2 separate regions of the Pan troglodytes genome follow, and region 2 is linked to region 1. Evidence: chromatin contacts called from public HiChIP or PLAC-seq data. All regions are on one chromosome and are shown on one strand. The core of a region is the stretch at or near the end of the contact, and the rest is flanking DNA. Distances in the headings are between cores, read along the strand shown.

Region 1 (7,637 bases), core at 2,487-4,986:
GACCTCAGACCCTGGAGCCCCCAGGCCCAATTTCCCAGCCGCTTGCCCCTCAGATCGGATGCTTGGCCCCCAGATTTGGGGGAGGCACCCCAACATATATCTTCCTGATCTTGTTTCTAAGCCAGTCTGTGACCTCAATATTGTTAGTGTCAGTGCAGGCTGAAGTGGTGGGGGAGGATGGGGGCCAAAGACCCAGCCTTGTCATCGGGGGAGGGAGCACGAGATCTGCTCCAAGAAATGTCTGTGACAAAGTCTCAGTCTGTGTTATTTATTTGCCTCTGTGCACCCCACCCACTCACCTTCCTGAACTGCTAAACCAGTCTCCTACTTAAATTCTCCCTTCTCCCATCAGACCCTCAAGCTGAGTTTTATAAGACACTCAACAAATGCATTTGTTGAGCACCTAATTATGTGCCAAGCCCTGTTGAAAGCACTGGAGATAAAGCAGTGGGCAGAACAGACAAAAGTCCCTCCTGCAAAGAGCTTATGAGCTTTATAGTAGGGGAGACAATAAGTAAATGACTTAATATGTTAGAAATGATAGAAAGCAGAAAGAAAAAAAAGTGGGAATGGGAGATACATGCCATTTTAGCTAGAGTGGCCAGGTTAGACCCTCCTCAGGAGTTGGCATTTGTTGTTGTTGTTTTGAGACAGAGTCTGACTCTGTCACCCAAGCTGGAGTGCAGTGGCATGATCTCTGCTCACTGCAGCCTCTGCCTCCTGGGTTCAAGTGATTCTCCTGCCTCAGGCTCCTGAGAAGCTGGGACTACAGGTGGGTGCCACAACGCCCGGCTAATTTTTGTATTTTTAGTGGAGTCAGGGTTTCACCATTTTGGCCAGGCTGGTCTCGAACTCCTGACCTCAAGTGATCCACCTGCCTTGGTCTCCCAAGTGATTCCAGGTGGAAATCTCCCAAGTGATTACAGGTGTGAGCCACTGTGCCTAGCCAGGAGCTGGCATTTGAACAAAGCCCTGACGGAGGTGAGGGAGTTCTGGGGATGTCTGCAGGGAAGGGTATTTTAAGTAAAGGGAACAGCCAGTGCAAGGCCCTGAGACAGGAGTGTGTCCGGTAAGTCTGAGGAGCTTCAGGGAGCTAGAGTGTTGAGAGGGGAGGAAGCAGAGAAGAGAGCGCTAGGAGATGAGGGCAGAGAGGCGATGGGGCAGATCTGTCAGGCCTTGAAGGGCATTGAATGGACTTAGGTTTTTACCCTGAGTGAGACGGAGCCACAGGAAATTTCAAACATGGGAGGCATGTGACCTGACTCAGTTCACAGGCTCCCTCTGCTGCATGTGGTCAGCAGAGTAGGAGTGGGGTGGGGGACAGCTTCACAGAGAGGAGGCTGCTGTGATGGTTCAGGACAAGACAGCAGCGGACAGGCCCAGGGTAAGGGCCCTGAAGGGTGGAGAAGTGGGCAGGTGTTGGGCCTACTTTGTAAATAGAACCCACAGATTTATGTATGGGATTTGAGATAAAGAGAGGAGTCAAGATTGTAAGTCCAGGTTTTTGGCTGGAGCAATTTTTTTTTGTTTTAAATTGAGTTCATCACCCAGGCTGGAGTGCAGTGGCATGATCACTGCTCATTGCAGCCTCAAACTCATGAGCTCAAGTGATCCCCCAACCTCAGCCTCCCGAGTAGCTGGGATTACAGGTGCACACCACCAAGCCTGGCTAATTTTAAAAATGTTTTTGTAGAGACATATTCTCACTATGGTGCCTGGTCTGGTCTTAAACTCCTGGGCTCAAGCGATCCTCCCACCTCAGCCTCCTGAAAGGCGGGGATTACAGGTGTGAGCCACTGTGGCCCACCTCTGGGCAATTTTTAACATTTGATTTATGTCAAAAAATAGCCCCCCAAGTGTCCTGCCTTGGGGTAAACAGGGTTATGGGGTTACTCGTATCTGCCCTTAAGGAACAAGTTCTACCCCTGTTCTTCCCTCCAGGCTCCTGGTCCACCCCCAACTTCCAGCAGAATTGTCTATGAACTACTGGATACCAGGATACAGTAAGGAAGAGATTAGATCTGACACAATGTTTACTTAGCAACAGCAACAAAACAACAGCAGTAGTAACAGTAGAAATAGGTTCCGTGGTTTAAGAGTATAGAGTCTGGAATTTCATCTTCAAGCCTTGGCATCACCATGAATTCACTCTGTGACTTATCTTCTCTCAACCTTAGTTTTCTCCTCTGTAAAAGAGATAAGATACTTCGCCCAATAGTACACATTAAATGCTATATATGTATTAGTTATTCCTTATTAAATACTCCCTATATATCTGCTAAGCACTTTTTACATATGAAACTCTAATTAATCCTCAGCAACAACTCTAAGAGGTAGGTACTATTATCCCCATTATACAGATGGGAAGCAATTTGGCAGGAACATGGAGCTGGTGAGTAACAGAATCAAGCCCTAACCCTTGTCTGCCTGATTCCTAGGGTGTAATCTCTTAACCACTATGGTGCATTGCACCTGCTCACTCCAAGGCCTAAGAGGGAGAGGAGTGAAGGCCTAACAGGCACATCGTGATCGATGAGGAGGGCCTGGTGTGTGAGGGGTGTGCTGGGATTCCTGGGTCCCTTATGTAATTCAAACCCTGAGGTGGAAAGGAGGGAGGAAGTTTTGGATTTTAGGCAGAGTTGGGTGAACACCACTCCATCTGGGCTGCTTTAAGAGCAGAGGACAGGGCCAGGAACACTGGCTCAAGCCTGTAATCCCAAGCTTTGGAAGGCTGAGAGGGAAGGATTCCTTGAACCCTGGAGTTAGAGGCAAACCTGGGCGACATAGCTAGACCCCTCTCTACAAAACTTTATTTCTTTTTTGACACGGAGTCTTGCTCTGTCCCCAGGCTGGAGTGCAGTGGCGCGATCTTGGCTCACTGCAGTCTGTGTCTCCCGGGCTCAAGCAATTCTCCTGCCTCAGCCTCCCAAATAGTGGCGACTACAGGCGTGTGCCACCACGCCCGGCTAATTTTTGTATTTTTATTAGAGATGAGGTTTCACCATGTGCCCAGGCTGGTCTCGAACTCCTGACCTCAAGTGATCCACCCACCTCAGCCTCCCAAAGTGCTGGGATTACATGCGTGAGCCACCGTGCCCGGCCTCTACAAAACTTAAAAAAAAAAAAAAAATTGGCCGGTTGCAGTGGCTCACGCCTGTAATTCCAGCACTTTGGGAGGCCGAGGCAGGCGGATCGCTTGAACCCAGCAGTTGGAAACCAGGCTGGGCAACATGAGGAAACTTTGTCTCTACAAAAAAATTAAAAACAAATCAGCCAGGCGCGGTGGTCTGCGCCTGTGGTCCCAGCTACTAGGTGTAAGCCACCAAGCCTGACTGATTTTTAAAAATTTAGCTGGGAGGCTGAGGCGGGAGGATCTCTTGAGCCCAGAAGGTCGAGACTGCAGTGAGCCGCGATGGCGCCACTGCAGTCCAGCCTGAACGATAGAGCGAAATCTGCCTCAAAAACAAACCAACAAAACACCAGCAGAGGACAACTGAGGGAGGAAAAGGAAAATGGCACCGAAGTTGTTTTTATGTCGCCGCAACAGTGACACCCGCCGCCAGCTTGTCTTGACAGCGGAGATCCCGAACGCACTGCAATTTACAGCTCCAGGGGGCGTTCCTACAACCCCGACAGGTTAGCCGAGGGGCGGGGCGGGCGGGCCCCGGGGCGGGTTCGGCGTTCTCCTGCGCCAATGGGAGCACCCAAGCCCCTGCGCGGGAAGATGCCGATTGGTCAGTGCCGCCGGACGCTGCGGGGAGCTCGTGCGCGCGGCGCTTTTGGGGCGGAGCCTGCCACCGGCCGCCAGGGGGCGCCCCGAGACGACACTTTCATGGAGGCGGTGAAGGCGGAAGCGTGGGAGGGGGCCGCGGTGGCCCAGGACCTGCTGGCTCTGGGGTAAAAGGGTGTGCGGTGAGGCTGGTGGGTGCAGGAAGGCCAGGTCTGCCCCTTGGACGCGGACGGAAAGGGATTCTCAGTGCATCCCCGCCCCCTCCCGCTGCCTCGGTCCCCACAGGTATGGAGGTGTCCCGGGGGCGGCGTCGCGGGGCGCCTCATGCCCAGACTTCAGGGGGCTGTGCGTGCGGCTGGCGGCGGAGCTGGGGACGCTGGGCGCCCTCGAGCAGCAGCGAGAGGCGGGCGCGGAGGTGCTGAGCGCCGGCGACGGTAAACACGGAGCGGGAGGGTGGCAGGGGGGCCGCCACGGGGCCACCGAGCCCTGACACCCCTGTCCTCGCAGGCCCTGGCGCGGAGGAGGACTTTCTGCGGCAGCTCGGCAGCCTGCTGCGGGAGCTGCACTGCCCGGATCGCGCGCTCTGCGGCGGGGATGGCGCGGCAGCGCTTCGGGAACCCGGTGCCGGACTGCGCCTGCTGCGTGAGTCCCGGGATGCGGAAGTGGCAAGGCCATGGCCTCGGGAGCGGCGGGCTCTGACTTTTTAGGGGAAATCGAGGTTCCCAAGGGGTGTGGTCAGAACTTTGGGGCGGCCCAGAGGGTACGAGGTGGGTGGGGTGAGCATGTTGGGGCGAGCAGAGCGCTCTGAAATGGGCGGGGGTAGAATTTCATTTCATTTTTTATTTATTTTATTATTATTATTTTTGAGATGGAGTTTCACTCTTGTTACCCAAGCTGGAGTGCAGTGGCGTGATCTCGGCTCACTGCAACCTCCACCTCCCAGGTTCAAGTGATTCTCTTGCCTCAGCCTCCCGAGTAGCTGGGATTACAGGCGCGCGACACCACACCCGGCTATTTTTAGTAGAAACGGGGTTTCACCATGTTAGCCAGGCAGGTCTCGAACTCCTGACCCCAGGTGATCTGTCCACCTCGGCCTCCCAAAGTGTTGGGATTACAGGCGTGAGCCCACCATGCCCGGCCCGGGGTTAGAATTTTAATTGGAGGGCCTAGGAGCTCAAGTGGGTTGGATTAGGAGGAAGGCTTGAGGTTTCAAAGTGGGCAGGAGTGGAATTCGTAGGAGGGGACAGGGTCTCAAGGTGGGGCTTACTCTGGAAGGCTTTAGGTGGGCGGGACTAGAAGGTGGAGGATTTTTTTTGTTTTGTTTTTAAGTGGAGGTGGGGTCTCCCTATGTTGCCCTGTCTGGTCTTCAACTCCTGGCTTCAAGCGATCCTCCCACCTCAGCCTCCCAAGGTGTTGGGATCACAGGCTACAGGCATGAGCCACTGTGCCTGGGCAAAGGTGGAGGTTTTAAAGCCGGTGGAGCCTTTTTTTTTTTTTTGAAATGGAGTCTCGCCCTGTTGCCAGGCTGGAGTACAGTGACATGATCTCAGCTCACTGCAACCTCCAACTTCCTGGTTCAAGCGATTTTCCTGCTTCAGCCTCCCGAGTAGCTGGGATTACAAGCACTCACCACTATGTCCTGCTAATTTTTGTATTTTTAGTAGAGACACAGTTTCACCATGTTGGCCAGGCTGGTCTCCATCTCCTGACCTCGTGATCCGCCCTGCCTCCCAAAGTGCTGGGATTACAGTTGTGAGCCACCGCACCCGGCCATCAGTGGAGCTTTTTGACCAAGATGGATGAGTGGGTAGCAGCCTCCCTGAGTGCACAGCACCCATTTATTACTTTCAGGCTTTCTCTGCTCAGAGCTCCAAGCCACCCGCCTCCTGTGCCTGCGCTCTCTGCTGGATCCGAGTCCTAGGCCACCCCTTGGTGAAGGGGTGGTGGAGGGGGCCGGCATGGTCCAAGAACTGGACCTTACCCTCCAAGCCCTGGGGCTGCCCAGACCTGCACCAGGGACCCCCGCCAGCCAGCTGCTGCAGGAGTTGCATGCTAAGGTAGAGAGTCAGAGTCCCCTCCCGACCTGGGCTACCCCACTTTCCTTGTGGGGGTGGGGGTCCTCTCTCCACTTCTGGAAGGAGTATTCCAACCACTGGCCTGTTTTTTCTGGAGCTGTGACTGGCATTCTCACATCTGTGGCCTAGGTCCTCAGGGGTGTGGGGAGCTGGGTTTACAGAGGGGCCCATCCTCTCTGCCCCAGTTGGCCTCTGACTTCTTCTCCCATCAGATCTCAGAGCTGCAGCCTTCTCTGCCCCCAGGGTCCCTGCAGCCCCTCCTCAGCTGCTCGCTAGATGCACCCAGATGGGTAAGACTGTGTGTGACTGACTGAATGTGAACTGTGTCCTCATCAGAGGTGGCAGTGAGAGGGACCCCTAGCCTGATCTTGAGACCTTTTCTCCCAGGAAGCGTTGGAGTCTCTGTCCCAAAGCCTCAGAGATCAGTACCGCTGCCGCCGCTGCCTCCTCCTCAAGCGCCTTGACCTCACTACATCTGCTTTCCACTGGAGTGACCGGGCAGAGGTGTGGTGGGCAGGGGACCGTGCAGAATTGGAGAGGCCCAGTTGTGGGGGCTGCAGTTGCAGGGAGGAGGAATGAGGGCCAGGAGTATCACCCTCTTGCAGGTTCTCAGGCCGTGGACATTTTATAATTTTTTGAGGTTTGGGGCTCCTAGAATCTCAGGGTCCCAGGGTATTGTTGAATTCCCAGCTCTGAGCTGGGAGTATATTCAGAGGCATACCCCATCATTTTTTTTTTTTGAGATGGGGTCTCGCTCTGTTGCCAGGCTGGAGTGTGGTGGTGCGATCTCAGCTCACTGCAACCTCCGACTCCCGGGTTCAAGTGATTCTCCTGCCTCAGCCTCCTGAGTAGCTGGGATTACAGGCACATGCCACCATGCCCAGCTAATTTTTGTATTTTTAGTAGAGACAGGGTTTCACCATGTTGGCTAGGATGGTCTCGATCTCCTGACCTTGTGATCTGCCTGTCTCGGCCTCCCAAAGTGCTAGGATTACAGGCATGAGCCACTGCACCCAGCCTTTTTTTTTAATTTTTTTTTTTTTTTTTTTTTTGAGACAGAGTTTTGCTTTTCTTGGCCAGGCTGGAGTGCAATGGTGCGATCTTGGCTCACCGCAACCTCCGCCTCCTGGGTTCAAGTGATTTTCTTGCCTCAGCCTCCCGAGTAGCTGGGATTTCAGGCAGGCACCACCACGCCGGGCTAATTTTGTATTTTTTAGTACAGACAGGGTTTCTCCATGTTGGTTAGGCTGGTCTCAAACTCCCAACCTCAGGTGATCTGCCTGCCTTGGCCTTCCAAGGTTCTGGGATTGCAGGCATGAGCCACCACGCCTGGCCAAGTGTACCCCATCTTTAAGAGATACGAGCAGAGTAAGGCACAGTGGCTCATGCCTGTTATCCCAGCACTTTGGGAGGCCAAGGCAAGAGGATCACTTGAGCTCAGAAGTTTGAGACCACCTTGGGCAACATAGCAAGACCCCCATCTCTACTAAAAATTAAAAAAAAAAAATTAGCTGGGCATGGTGGCGCATGCTTGTCATCTCAGTTACTCAGGAGGCTAAGGTAGGAGGATCACTTGAGCCCAGGAGATTGAGGCTGCAGTGAGCCACCATCACGCCACTGCACTCCAGGCTGGGTGACAGCGAGACCCTGTCTCAAAAAATAAATATTTATTTGAGCTGTGGGCAGTGAGGTCTTGAATGGTAAAGTGATGCTTCCAAGATGACAGGTCCCACTTGGGGAAGGGCTCCAGGGTACCTTCTCTTACCTCCTCCCCACTCCAGGCCCAAGGAGAGGCCATGAGGGCAGTGCTGATCCCAATTCGAGAGGTTCTG
Region 2 (6,970 bases), core at 1,337-3,836, 220 kb after region 1:
GACAGACCAGCTGTGGGATTCACTTCCTCTCTTTGGGCCTCAGTTTCCCTCCTGAGGACTTCTCAATGAAGTCCTTCCTTTTCTAACATTTGAGGTCTAGGGCTGGAAGGAATCAGAGGTTTTCCGCCTCCCAGATTCAAACGATTCTCCTGCCTCAGCCTCCCGAGTAGCTGGGATTACAGGCGTCTGCCACCACGGCTGGCTAATTTTTTGTATTTTTAGTAGAGGCAGGGTTTCACCATGTTGGCCAAGCTGGTCTTGAACTCCTGACCTCAGGTGATCCACCCACCTCGGCTTCCCAAAGTGCTGGGATTACAGGCGTGAGCCACCACACCAGGCCCAGCAGTTATATTAAAAAAAAAAAAAAAAAAAGCCAGGCACAGTGGCTCAAGCCCGTAGTTTCAGCACTTCGGCAGCTGAAGGCAAGAGGATCAGCTCAGCCCAGGAGTTTGAAATATGGCCCAGAAAGACAGTTCCTGTGAGATACACACACAGAGACGGAAGAGGTGAATTTGGGTCGGGGTTGGGGGGTGGGGATAGGAGGGGTGCTTGGGTCCCCTTGTCCTTTCTCTAACCTTGGTAGATGTCCTGGAGAGAACCAGCCCCACAGAATTCCATGCAGATCCAGAGTTTCTGCAACCTGCAGTGGTTCAAGAGTAAGAATAATAATAGCAGTAAATACATTATTATTTGCAGGAAAGCCCCTGGTTTGCTTCTGTCTTGTTCTAGTTCAATAAGAACTTTAACGTAACAGCTCTCATCACTCCACCTCTCCTTGTCTACCAGAGTGAGGTTGTTTCATTCCCATTTTACAGACAAGGAAGTTAAGGCTCAGAGAGGAAATGTGAGTTCCGGGGCAAGTCAACTCAAACCTAGGCCTTTGGGCGGGACCCCACTGCCGTCCCACGCCAACCTAGGAGGCAGGGCAGAGATCTCACGGGTTGTGGAGATTTGGAGGGGACAGAGGGGCCCAGGGCACCTGTTCTGGGGAGCAGAGGTCATTATTGGGGCATCTGGAATATTAATTTGGGGATCAGGGAATTTAGGAGTTTATATTAAAGGAGCAGAGAGTGAAACTGGGTGAGCCAAAGGGCAGAATGGTGAGAGCTTCGTTTCAAGGGAGTTGATTTCAAATTCAGTTACTATGAAGAGATCAATTTGGGGTACTCTTGGTCAGAAATGGGAATTTTAGATTGGAGATTAGATTAGAGGCTGCTCTGGTCAAAAAAGTGGGACTTAGGAGTGAGGATCAGGGTAGGGTTAGCCCAGTCAAAAATGGGGGTCCAGGATGGGAGGTCGGGTTATGGTGAGAAATGGAAGTTCAAGGTTAGAACTGAGGGTGCCAAGACCAGGCGCGGTGGATCACACCTGTAATCCCAGCACTTTCGGAGGCCGAGGCCAGTGGATCACAAGGTCAGGAGTTCAAGACCAGCCTGGCCAAGATGGTGAAACCCCATCTCTACTAAAAATACAAAAATTTGCCGGGCAGGGTGGTGAGCGCCTGTAATCCCAGCTACTCGGGAGTCTGAGGCAGAGAATTGCTTGAACCCAGGAGGCAGAGGTTGCAGTGAGCTGAGATCATGCCACTGCACTCCAGCCTGGCAACAGAACAAGACTCCATCTCAAAAAAAAAAAAAAAAAGAAAAGAAAAGAAAAAAAAAAAGAACTGAGGGTACCCCCGTCAAGAAATGGGGGCTCTGGGTTAGGGGCTGGGCTGGGTGCCAGGGTGGGTCTGAGGTTCATCACCAGAGATAACTCCCATGGTAGGCCACGATGTTGGCGTGCCGGCAAGTTTTCAATATGAGGATTTCCTTCTGAAGGGTGGAGACATCATCATCTGTGAGGAGGGCGGGAGAGAAAAGGCAGCTCGCATGGGGAGAGAGCTACAGGGGAGGTGATCCCAGTGTCCCAGGAGGCGAAGGTGGGGATGTGGGGAAGGAGCTCCATGTTCCCTCCTCACCAGGCTCCATCTTCACCATCTTCAGTGCCACCAGGTCCCCTGACACCTTGTCTCGAGCCTTGCAAAGGGGAAGTTGGCAGTCAGGCAGGCTCCATTTGCCAGAGTCCCTCCACAGCATCCCTGAGTCAAGCTCAAGAACTGGGACCCCCTCTTGCAGCCTCCTCCCTGCCGAGGGCTTGCCTTAAAGGTCACTGGTTGTAGGGTGTTGGGGACAGAGGGGCTTCCTCACCTTAAAGACTTCCCCATACGTGCCGCCACCCAGTCGCTGTAGCAGGTCATAGTGGTCCCGGGGGTCTCTATTGAAAATGTCAGGGTCCACGACGTCCATCCCTGGGGGCCTGAGCTGGGCCTGCGCCCAGGGGCCAGCAGGGCCTCAGGGCTCAACTTCTGGCACCTCCCTCCGTCCCCAGAAGCCCTGCACCCGCCTTGCCTCCGCGGGCTGTGGCCTCCCCCCTCCTCACTCTCGCTTCCTGCCCCAGCTGCACTGCACGACTGTGCAACGGGCTCCACCCGCCCCCCCCCCCCCCCCCCCCGTCCCCTGGGCTCTGAGAGCCTCTGAGGGGCAGCTTCTCTTGGGACCCAAGGGACCACCCTCAACCTCCAAGGCCCAGGGCTGGATGTAAATGTGATGCAAATGATCTTAATCGTAACTGGGTTGGAGGGGGGTGCCTTAGAACCCCCGCCCCCGTCTCCTAGGTAGTGTCTAAACCTCTGCTGGGTGCTTGAAGGTTTGGCCACAACCCGAAGGCGGCAGGTCTGCAAAGGGATGGCTATGCAGTGTACATGCCTGTTCACCTGTCACATACATGCACTTGGGTTACCTCCTCTGCACTGCGCAGGCGTGTAGACGTGCATCTGCCTGGATACCTGTGTGCACAGTACACACGTGGATGTACCCCGGGCATATACCTCCACATGCATGGCACATAACTGCATTTTGTAGGCCTGCAGTGTACAAAACCTATACATAATATATAATTCATGGCAATACAAATGGGACGCTCGCCCTCAGCTCCAAGACCGGAACCTAATGGAGACGGGGCGCGATCCGGCGAAGTCCAGGAGCCCTCACCCCAGCCCCTGCCCGGCAGAGCACAGTAGCTTTGTGGGACCCTCCTCCTGGAGCTGGGGACCAAGGGCTGAGACTTGAAACTGGAGAGCTCAGGATCCTGCACCAGGCGCGCAGGCCTGTGGCAAGAGGGACCTCAGAACACCTCCCTCGGAACTTGGCCATGGCCTAAACGTAAGGCTGCTGCGTGCATTCCCGCAGAGATCCGTGGCCTCATGGCCGCGCGCAATACAACGCGCGCGCACGCCGCCAGAGCTCCGGGTGCTTCCCGGTGAGTTCGCGCGCGCACGCTCCCGCGCTACCGGCACTGGAACTGGGTCTGTGAGGCCCGGGAAAAGCTTAGCCCCGCCCCCTCGCCACGAGAGGCGCCTGCGCACTGGGATACAGTAAGCTTTTTCTCACGCTGTCTGTCCAGCTTGAGTGGAGCGAATGCGCACGCGCCAATTGCGCCTGCGAGGAAGAAGTCACGTGGCAGCCGGAAAGCGTGGCGGCTGCTGCTAGAGCCTTTCCCTTTACCGCACCCAAGGAGCTGGAGCGACAACAACGACGTCGTTTCCGTTTCCACCACCTCTTCCTGTTCCCGTCCTCGAGGACGCCGTGCCGGGCCAGTGTTAGCCTCCATCCCTGGTTGTGGAAGGCGACAGAAGTCATGGCGATGTTTGAGCAGATGAGAGCCAACGTGGGCAAGTTGCTCAAGGGTATCGACAGGTCTGAGCCCGGTCGGAGGAAGCGCTCTGGCCAAGCGGGGCGGAGGAGAGGGTTTTCCGGAGACAGCAAGGGGTGTTCAGGGTCCTGGGCTTGCCGCGGGGTGGGGTTTCTCTATCCTCCTGGAGGAGGAGATGCTTAAAGAAACGGCAGTGAGCTGGGGGTAGTGGCTCACGCCTGTGATCCTAGCACTTTGGGAGGCCGAGGTAGGTGGGTCGCCTGAGCCCAGGAGTTAGAGACCAGCCTGGGCAACAGCCAAACCCCGTCTCTAAAAGAAAGAAACAAAAGCACTGCAAAGGCCTAGAAGCGAGAGAATCTTGATACCACTCAGTCTCTTCGTAAATTGCCTTAAGGTTTCCTTCTCTGCTCCGCCTCCTTTGAGTGCCTCTTAATCTCTCCCTTCTCTGCTCTTTAAGTCATTCATTCTCCACACGTTTACTGAAATAAACTGTCAGTGCTAGGCAATGCTGGGAACCACAGGCGAATCAGACAGCGGCAGATCATGCCTTCACGGTCTGAGTTCCCTTTCCATAAGGGAGACAAATCTGACAGCAGACAGCGATAGCCGGGAGAGGTTAGAACTGAAATGGGGGAAGCAAAGGCCAGAGTGTTCAGGTGGACATGGAGGAAGTAGGCAGCGAGGTAGGCAGGAGAGGATGGGGCTGGATCAGGGTGGAGGCCTGAGCAGGGGAGGAAGGGGTGAGTAGCAGAGACATTCAGGAGGCCAGGTGTACAAGCTGCAGTGATTGACTGGCTCAGAGGTTGAGGAGGCATCCTAGGGAAGAGCCAGGGCTCCAGTGGAGTTTAGAGCTTAGGCGAGAGGTCTGGGATAAGAAAAAGTTTTACTAGAGATTATACTGGACATAATTCACTACCTGGATAGAGCAAGTGGCCAGTGCCAGATTTAGAGGGGAAGGGCGGGAGGAGCAGGTTACAGTGGCCCCTTGCTCCATAAGGTGGCTGGCCTCAGCTTCTGTCTCCTCTGTGCTCACCTATCTTGATTCTCCTTTAGGTACAATCCTGAGAACCTGGCCACCCTGGAGCGCTATGTAGAGACGCAGGCCAAGGAAAATGCCTATGATCTGGAAGCCAACCTGGCTGTCCTGAAGCTGTAAGTGTCTAGCTCTCTGTCTACACTCCCATTGCAGCAACTAGCAGGGTGCCACTCCCAGTACAGGGCAAGGGGGTGGCTGGTAGTATCCTGCACAATGCAGCATCTCTTGGTGTGCAAGACTAGGAAGCCAAGGAAGTTGGGACAGGAGGAGGGATGGTTTTTGAAAAATCAATTGCCGGGCACGGTGACTCACGCCTGTTATCCCAGCACTTTGGGAGGATGAGGCAGGCGGATCACCTGAGGTAGAGAGTTTGAGACCAGCCTGGCCAACACGGAGAAACCCCATCTTTACTAAAAAATACAAAATTAGCCGGGCGTGGTGCCACATGCCTGTAATCCCAGCTACTCGGGAGGCTGAGGCAGGAGAATTGCTTGAACCCAGGAGGCGGAGATTGTGGTGAACCAAGATCGCGCCATTGCACTCCAGCCTGGGCAACAAGAGCGAAACTCCGTCTCAAAAATAATAATAAAAAATCAATTAGGGTGGCCGCAGGGGCTCATGCCTGTAATCCCAGCACTTTGGGAGGCTGAGGCGAGAGACTCACTTGAGCCAAAGAGTTCGAGACCATCCATGGCAACATAGCGAGACCCGACTCTATAAAAAAATTTAAAAATTAATGTAGCGGTATGTGGCTGTAGTTCCAGCTACTTGAGAGGCTGAGGTGGAAGGATCGCTTAAGCCTGGAAGATTGAGGTGCAGTGAGCCATGATAGTGCCACTGCACTCCAGCCTGGGGGACAGAGTGAGACCCCTCTTTTTAAAAAAAAAAAAAAAAAAGAATTACCAATTTGGGTGACATGGCACAACCCTGTCTCTACAAAAATTAGCTGGGCCCAGTGGCGCATGGCTGTAGTCCCAGCTCCTTGGGAGGCTGAGGCAGGAGAATTTTTTGAGCCTGGGAGGCAGAGGTTGCAGTGAGCCAAGATCATACCACTGCACTCCAGCTTGGGCGACAGAGTGAGACCCTGTCTCAAAAATAAAGGTTAATTACAGAACACATGTACAGGCTAATACATTAAGCAAACATGTAGTTTAACAAATCATTATAAATGAAAGCCTACATAATCACCATTTATGTTGCAAAGTTATTGCTAGCACCACAGGCTCTTTGCCCCCTATGCTCTATGCCAACCAATTCCCCTGCTCCCCCATGCTCTCATGGCCTGGCTTTATGTGATGGTTTACTATGCATGCATACATCTGGCTCAGCTCAGCTCAGGTTTCCCTGCTTTGAACTTGATACAGATGGAGTGCATACAGCACAAACTCTTCTGCATTTGCCATTTGCTACTCAGCACTGGGTTTGTGAGATCTATCCAGTGTTTTTTGTTTTTTTGTTTTGTTTTTGATATGACTGCAGTTTGTTGTCGTGGATGTATAGCTCTCCACTGTGTCACTTGTGTGACTGTCCTAATGATCTCTTCTGGCTCTTGATGGACATGTGGGTTCTTCGTGCCTTTTTTTTTTTTTTTTTTTTTTTTTTTTTTTTTTGGAGACAGGATCTTCTTCTGTTGCCCAGGCTGGAGTACAGTGGCACAGTCATGGCTCACTGCAGCCTTAGCCTTCTGGACTCAAGTGATTCTCCCGCCTCAGCCTCCTGGATAGCTGGGACTACAGTCATGTACCACCATGCCCAGCTAATTTTACTTGGGTGCTTTCTTTCTTTCCTTTTTTTTTTTTTTTGAGACAGGGTCTCACCTTCTTGCCCAGGCTAGAGTGCCTTGGCGTGATCTCATGATCTCAACTCAGTGCATCCTTTGCCTCCCAGGTTCATGTAATCCTCCTGCCTCGGCCTCCTAAGTAGCTGTGACTAGAGGTACGTATCGGGGGGCCTGCCCCGATAATCACGTAGGTTCTTTTCTATATTCCTAAGCGTCGGCTGGCTTGAGAAATAGAAGGACAGAGTACAAAAGAGAGAAATTTTAAAGCTGGGCGTCCGGGGGAGACATCACACATTGGTAGGATCCGTGATGCCTCACAAGCCACAAAAACCAGCAAGTTTTTATTAGGGATTTTCAAAAGGGGAGGAAGTGTGCGAATAGGTGTGGGCGACAGACATCAAGTACTTAACAGGGTAATAGAATATCACAAGGCAAGTGGAGGCAGGGCGAGATCACAGGAC

What was found. HiChIP or PLAC-seq counts read pairs in DNA pulled down with a chosen protein or histone mark.
Region 2: a contact with region 1 is called in an H3K4me3 HiChIP or PLAC-seq map of stem cell-derived excitatory neurons, with 3 times the contacts expected there. The contact joins the promoter of MAP4K1 here to the promoter of FAM98C in region 1. A contact is called at or near these places in 1 of 7 Hi-C or Micro-C datasets (stem cell-derived neural progenitor cells) and 1 of 1 datasets of contacts at active chromatin or transcription factors (stem cell-derived excitatory neurons).

What each region holds. Positions count from the first base shown.
Region 1 is chr20:41,525,808-41,533,444 of NHGRI_mPanTro3-v2.0_pri, forward strand. It overlaps FAM98C (family with sequence similarity 98 member C), which reads left to right and starts at 3,737. Exons shown (of 7, transcript XM_024351305.3): 1 at 3,737-3,897; 2 at 4,016-4,164; 3 at 4,238-4,372; 4 at 5,582-5,787; 5 at 6,018-6,095; 6 at 6,197-6,309. The coding sequence starts at 3,833. It overlaps SPRED3 (sprouty related EVH1 domain containing 3), which reads left to right. Exons shown (of 6, transcript XM_016946887.4): 6 at 1-254.
Region 2 is chr20:41,744,680-41,751,649 of NHGRI_mPanTro3-v2.0_pri, forward strand. MAP4K1 (mitogen-activated protein kinase kinase kinase kinase 1) reads right to left here and starts at 2,587. Exons shown (of 31, transcript XM_003316316.7): 1 at 2,190-2,587; 2 at 1,961-2,018; 3 at 1,747-1,837; 4 at 576-640. The coding sequence starts at 2,288. EIF3K (eukaryotic translation initiation factor 3 subunit K) reads left to right here and starts at 3,441. Exons shown (of 8, transcript XM_512639.7): 1 at 3,441-3,737; 2 at 4,747-4,845. The coding sequence starts at 3,679.